2 separate regions of the Mus musculus genome follow, and region 1 is linked to region 2. The links are chromatin contacts, called in public Micro-C maps. All regions are on one chromosome and are shown on one strand. The core of a region is the stretch at or near the end of the contact, and the rest is flanking DNA. Distances in the headings are between cores, read along the strand shown. Region 1 overlaps Phf20 (PHD finger protein 20). Region 2 overlaps Epb41l1 (erythrocyte membrane protein band 4.1 like 1).

The links. A called contact is a pair of places that touch in the nucleus more often than the background predicts.
Region 1: a contact with region 2 is called in a Micro-C map of palatal mesenchyme, with 2.6 times the contacts expected there. The contact joins two enhancer-like sites. A contact is called at or near these places in 1 of 39 promoter capture datasets (hippocampal neurons), 2 of 15 datasets of contacts at CTCF or cohesin (the NIH/3T3 cell line and embryonic stem cells), 65 of 484 Hi-C or Micro-C datasets (3T3-L1-derived adipocytes, B cells, the Ba/F3 cell line and 46 more), 4 of 115 datasets of contacts at active chromatin or transcription factors (the HPC-7 cell line, astrocytes, bone marrow-derived dendritic cells and 1 more) and 3 of 9 other capture datasets (adipose tissue, liver and pancreatic islet).

The regions. Positions count from the first base shown.
Region 1 is chr2:156,296,303-156,299,259 of GRCm38.p6, reverse strand. Phf20 (PHD finger protein 20) reads right to left here. Exons shown (of 18, transcript NM_172674.2): 14 at 2,512-2,611; 15 at 544-739. Among named protein-coding and RNA genes, the nearest start is that of Cnbd2, 15 kb to the left of the region's middle. Within about 2 kb of position 1,414, at least 43 of the 459 cell types and tissues checked have an H3K27ac peak or open chromatin away from gene starts, as enhancers often do. A contact at or near this core is called in palatal mesenchyme, where this site is marked.
Region 2 is chr2:156,514,549-156,517,831 of GRCm38.p6, reverse strand. All of the region lies in intron 15 of Epb41l1 (erythrocyte membrane protein band 4.1 like 1), which reads right to left. Among named protein-coding and RNA genes, the nearest start is that of Gm33977, 17 kb to the right of the region's middle. Within about 2 kb of position 1,866, at least 14 of the 459 cell types and tissues checked have an H3K27ac peak or open chromatin away from gene starts, as enhancers often do. A contact at or near this core is called in palatal mesenchyme, where this site is marked.

The DNA.
Region 1 (2,957 bases), core at 165-2,664, 220 kb after region 2:
CATTTCTCAAGGGAAGGCTAAGACATGGTGGAAGGACAGAACCACCTCCTGCAAACTGTCCTCTGACCTCTGACCATGTGCCATTTGGTACACACACACACACACACACACACACACACACACACACACACACACACACACACACACACACACACATTCCTGTACGGGCAAACAAGAGAAACCAAATGCACACATCATGTCCTGGTTTACAGTGTTAGTTGCCTGAATATATGCACTTATCAAATTCAATGAGGTCTTAAAATAAGTGAACTTAATTACATGCAAAGTATTCCTCAATAAGTCAACTGCTTTACAAAGAAACGTTTATTACATAACTGACTTTTGGGGGAGTGGGGTGGGGGAGCGTACTGGTAATCAAACTCAGTGCCACACATGCTAGGCAAACACTCAACCCGAAGCCACATGCTCAGCATAGTAACAGATTTTGTGGTACAGGTCTTTGTGGCTTTCCCTTTTTCCCCAAACCTGACTGAACTGAGAGCCTGAGTAAGCTCCTGCCCAGAGCTGCAGGCACACACTTACTGCAGAATGCTCATCTTGAGCTGCAGGCCGTGCAGCACTTGGATCACTCTCTGCACGTCCCCGAGCAGCTGGTGGGTGGCCACGATCTTCCTGGCATTCTGGTGGGAGTAGTTCTGATCCAGAAATGCCAGACCATGCATGTGTCCCCGGCTCAGCCACTCCTTGTCATACCAGTACTTGAAGCCAGGCCTCTGACCTAAAGAGACGACATTGCAACAGTCAAACATGCCTGAGGAACCCAGGCTGTCCTGTCCCCTCCGCGGTCCTGTGCTTTGATGGCTGTGCTCATTCTGTTCACGTTTCCTTGGCCTCTACTCGGTGCTGGAGACAAAGCTGAAATAAGGCCTGGGCCCTCCTACCCGCAGCAGGGGCTAGAGCACGGATTCCAATTCTGATCAGTAGTCTTCCTCCTTTCAACTATCTCCCTCCCTTCCCATCTTTTCTGCCCCCTCCCCTTCTTTCTCTAGACAAGGCCTCACATGGCTCAGACAACCCTTAAACTAACCATGTAGCTTAAACTGGCTTTGAACCTGTTCCTCCTGCTTCTGTTTGGAGAGTTCTGGGATACAAATGTTCACTACCATGGCCGGCTGAATTACCTCTTCAGATTGAAGTCATTTCCTTCCCCCCTCCACTCACTCTCCCACAGCTTCTGACTGCTCACAGAAGGAAACCCCAAATCCCTATCGATCGATTAAGGCTGACAGCATCCTTCTCTTTCCTCTTCTCCTCACTCCACCCTTATCATGGTTTGTCTGAGTTTTAGAAACACACACACACAAATCTCTTCCTTGGCCTGACCTCTTTCCTCCAGAGCTCTGACAAGGCATCCCCTGGGCCTCTCCAGGACAGATGTTCCCCATCTCCTCAGGCAGGCCTTTGGCCACCAGCCAGCATCAGAGAGCCTCTGGCTCCCCCTCTCTGCTTTCCCTCCTAGCTTCACTTGTACACCTGTCTTGGGTTTATTTAACTTGTTTCAACTTCTGTTCTTTGTCCCCAGTCTCATTAAAAGACAGAAAAGGATCCGTCATATTGATGGCTGCAGTTCCAGAGCCTGGAATGTGTCTCAAATGGACTGAGTATGAACAGAAGACTCCAGATCCTAACTAGACAAGTGACAGGCCCCAGACCTTAACTAGACAGGTGACAGCCCTCCCTTCTCTGGACCCATCTCTGCTTCCCATCGTAACAGATGACCTGGATGGCTCTTGGGTCCGGCTCATCACAAGTCTCTTTAGAAAGGACAGAAAACTAAGCTCAGGGACTAGGCAGCACGTCCTGTTCCAAAAACTCAGGAGACAGCACCTTCCAACCTGACTCATTCACTCTTCAGTCACTAAGAAACCTTGAAACAGGCTGGGCATGGTGGAAGGGACAGTCAAGAGCCACTACCCATTAACCAATGACCCCCACTAAGGAGCCGAGCAAGACTCCGCTTAAGAGTGCTCCAGAGCAGGCAAGGCTCATCCCTTCCAGGGGCAGTGACACAATGGGGGCTGGGATGTTTGTGTGTGTGTGTGTGTGCAAATGTGCCCTCCGACATCCCTGAAATGGCACCAACAGAGAGAGCCACACGCCCATCCTCAGAGCTCTCAAGGAAGAAAGTGTCTGCCAAAACTGGAACAAAAGATCAGCCAGGCCCTGAGCAAGACCAACAGAATAATTCATGGAGCATTCCACACTGGATAGTTTTATCAGACCTACGGAACTCTGTGCTTCTTGTCAACAATGTCATGTGTGTTTCCCACTACATTTCAGATCAGACCTTCTGCTAGGTAAGCATCTTCAGACACATCCCTTACTGCTACGTTCAGAAGGACTGGCCACCAGGAGGGCTTGCAACAAAGGTGATCAGAGTCACCTAGCCATCAGCAAAGATTCATCAAGAGCACAGACATGGTGTCTTGAAAGTTGCTGTCTAAGGAAGCGATTACACGCTGCTCACATCCCAACTCCAGCAGTCTCTACCTGGAGGGTCTTGGCAAACATAGCAGGTGTATTTCTCAGGCACGTTTTCTTCCAGTAAGCCCATGCAGACCCCGTGCTGCCAGCACTGGCACTCTTCACACTGTGAAAATTAAAGAAGCAACACAAGTCAGAACACAGGAGGCACCTGAAGCAGGGCCACAGGGCTGAGAGGAGATGGGGAGTGCTCCCTTCTGACCTCCACCAACAAAGCTGTAGCCACACAATGACCTAGCTAGGTCACCACTGACCCCATGGAGGTCACACACAGTAAACAAATTAAGGTAAAGAGTCCTTAGTTCTTTAGTGCCAAGAGCCATTTCAGAAGTGCCCATGTGAGGCGATCACCTCTGTACAGACTACAGCACACACAGAGAATTTACTGTAAGGTGTGGCAGAATATGCCTGGAATCCCAGCACGTGAAAGGTAGAGACTTGAAGATAAGCTT
Region 2 (3,283 bases), core at 617-3,116:
GGGTAGACAGGGATGGGCTGGAGGCCCAGGGGCAAGGGGTGTGGGAGAGTGAAGACAGTAACCTCAGGAGACGCTGCGAGGCTTTTCTGAGTGAACACTTCCAAGCCTGCTGCTGTTCCAGGGACCAAGTCCTGCTGAGAAGTGTCGTGGATCCTCTGGGCCTGCAGGGGAGGCCCAGGCCAGAGGAAAAGGAGAGAGAGAGAGAGAGAGAGAGAGAGAGAGAGAGAGAGAGAGAGAGAGAGAGAGAGAGAGAGCGAGCAGGAGAGACACACATAGTCTGTAAATAGTCCAGCTTTGTAAGCCCCATATTAACATGTTAGTTCATAGGGTCAGTCAGGAAGGAGCCATTCTGAGGGAAAAGACAGATAACAACAGCAAGGCAATCCTGTGCCTTCTGGCCAGAACCCCATTCTCACTAACACTTGAGGGAGTTTAGAATACCATCATTAGACTCTGACTTCAAGCCTGCCGGAGGTGTCATGGCTCAGGCTATGATTCGAACTTATAGTGGGGGTCACAGTCATATTTTTTAAAAGTTGTCTTTGAGAAGCTGAGGAGATGCCATAATTAGTAAAATCCTCAGACAGGCAGGAGGATTTGGGTTCAGATCCCCAGAACCTATGAAAAAAAGCCAGGTGTGGTCCCAGCTCTGGGGAGGAGGTGCCAGGCAGATGCCCGGAGCTCACTGGCCAGCCAGCCTAGTTGAATCAGTGAGCTCCGAGTTCCATGAGAGGCTTATCTCAAAAAATAAAGTAGAGGAGCTGGTGAGATGGCTCAATGGGTGACAGTGCTGTTGCCAAGCCTGAAAGCCAAAGTTCAATCCCCAGGGCCCCAGGGACGAAGGAGAGACTCTGCAAAGTTGTCCTCTGACCGCCATACATACCCCACACAGACACATGCATGCACACATACACACACACACATACATACATACATACACATACACACACAAACATACATACATACCCCACACAGACACATGCACTGCATGCATACACACACACACATACACACATACACACACTGTAGATAAACACATACATATACATACACACACAAACATACATACATACACACACTGTAGATAAACACATACATATACATACACACACAAACATACATACATACACACACTGTAGATAAACACACACATAAATAAAGATGATTTTAAAAATGGTAGAGAGTGACTAAGGAAGATGCCCCCCCCACAGAGGTGTGCCTAGTAATGCACACACACACACCACTACCCCCCTACACACACAGAGGTGTGCACAGTGCTACACACATCCACACCACCACCACCACCCCTTAATTGGCTTTCAAACTACCTGGGTTTGACCAATGGGAACAGTTCAAGTTCCTGCTGCTTTTCCCCTTGGCTTGGGTGGGACCCAGCAAGCTTAGAGATGTCTCTGGGAGTTCTGGTGGCATGTCCTTGCAGGGTCCTCTAGAGAGCCATATTGGGCCAGGGATCCAGTCACCTTCAGCAGTGTCCCATAACTGTCAACACTTCTTAGGGGACACTGAACTCCCACCTTCATTGTTCAGTTAGCCTTGCCAATGACCTCCCAATGGGATGACACTCTGGTCCCCTTTAAGATCACCTATGCAACGAGACTCACAGAGGTAACATCACCTACCGGAGGACAGAGTGAAGTTCTTGTCTATGACTCCTCCCTATTTTGCAAATCCTCAAGAACCCATAAATGCCAAGGCCCTAAAAGCCAGCTCTAAATGGTCCATAACTCCAAGGTGGGCTCCTGTACTCCTCATGAGTACCGACTACAGTTTTCAGGGCTAAGGAGGTGGTGGCTGGAACCGGTCCCTCTGTCAGCAGTTCCAGTTGTCACCAGCAGGTGGGGCACACCCCTTAACTCTGGTCCTAGCTCACCAACATTCATTCTGCCCATTCTTTCTCTGCGGGCATCTCACCCTTTGGGTAGCTTCTCCATCACACTTCAGTTGCATCCAGGCCAAGACCTAGCCCGTCTCAGGAATGTTAGAAGTCACCCTGTCCAAGTCTTTCCCGAGGGAATGAGCGGTCTAGAGGAGAGTGCTGTGCACCAGTCTGAGTCTTGGTTGTGCTGGGACCTCAGAAGCCCTCAGAAAAGGGGCTGGTCTAATCTACAGCCTGGGGACCATGTGCATCCTGGGTAACTACAAATGTCAATCAAGACATGCATATTTGACAACACGGTGTCATAATGTTTAAGTCTGTCACCTCTGCTAGTAGGTGCAGAAACTTGCCTCCTTTCTAGAGTATCAGGCTTCAAGGCCCCCAAAGCAACCCTGACTGTGTGATATTGATATTGGCAGCTATGGAATCCCAGCTGGGTTAGTTTTATGCCTCACAAGAAAGCTCTCTGTTATCTGGTGAGCTCAGACCATGGCGGGTACCAGTTCAATCAAACGCTCTATGAACTAAATCATGACTGCATCACCAATTTTCAAAGCACTGGAGAGAAAGCAGGTACACAGCTGGCTCTTCGCCCGCTCTGCACACGATCTGGCCTTGCCTCAAGCCAGCTGTGAATTAAAGACAAGCAAGCACAATGACTCATGGAACACAGCAAACGCATCTTTCGTGCCGAGTTGGTCTTTGTCTCTCTGGATCTCAGTAAAAGGCAGTCTTTAAACAGAGGGTTCCCAGCGTCCTTCCAGCTTTGATTTGGAGTTCTGCAAGGCACAGTCCTGGGACTCCATAAGGAAGACCAAGTTTTCCATATCAGGCAACACAGTGGCCATGCGGTCCCTCTCCGGGCATTATTTCATCTGACCTTTGTAAACATCCTTATTCACCTAACAGGGCCTTGGAGAGATTAAGTAACAAGCTCAGAGCCCTCAGCCCTCAGGTAATGGAACCAGGAGCTTAAGTCTAGAACACGATCAATCTGGTGAGCGGTGAGCGGCAGCTTGAGCGAGAAGACGAATACATTGAAATGGGTAAATCCTGCCAGGATTCCACAAGTGCCGATACAATAACTTGGGGTATAGATATGGGATTTCCCCAAAGCCTGTCTTCATCTTTCTCAATTAAGAAAATAGCCCCCTGATTTCCACCCTGGAGGCAGGACACACAGGGTCCTGAGACAGTCTCAGGAGCGTTGGGTTTGTGCAGTGGACTTACCACCTTGGTGAGACTTGAGGATCCTCCCAAGAGGGACCGTGTTCTCCCTGCACTCTCACATAAGCCCCCAAGGGTCTGGCTCCTGGGTAGAGCTTCCAGGATTCTTAAAGTTGAATTTGCAAGAGACTTGCCTGGGGCACTTGTTTAAAAGGCTGG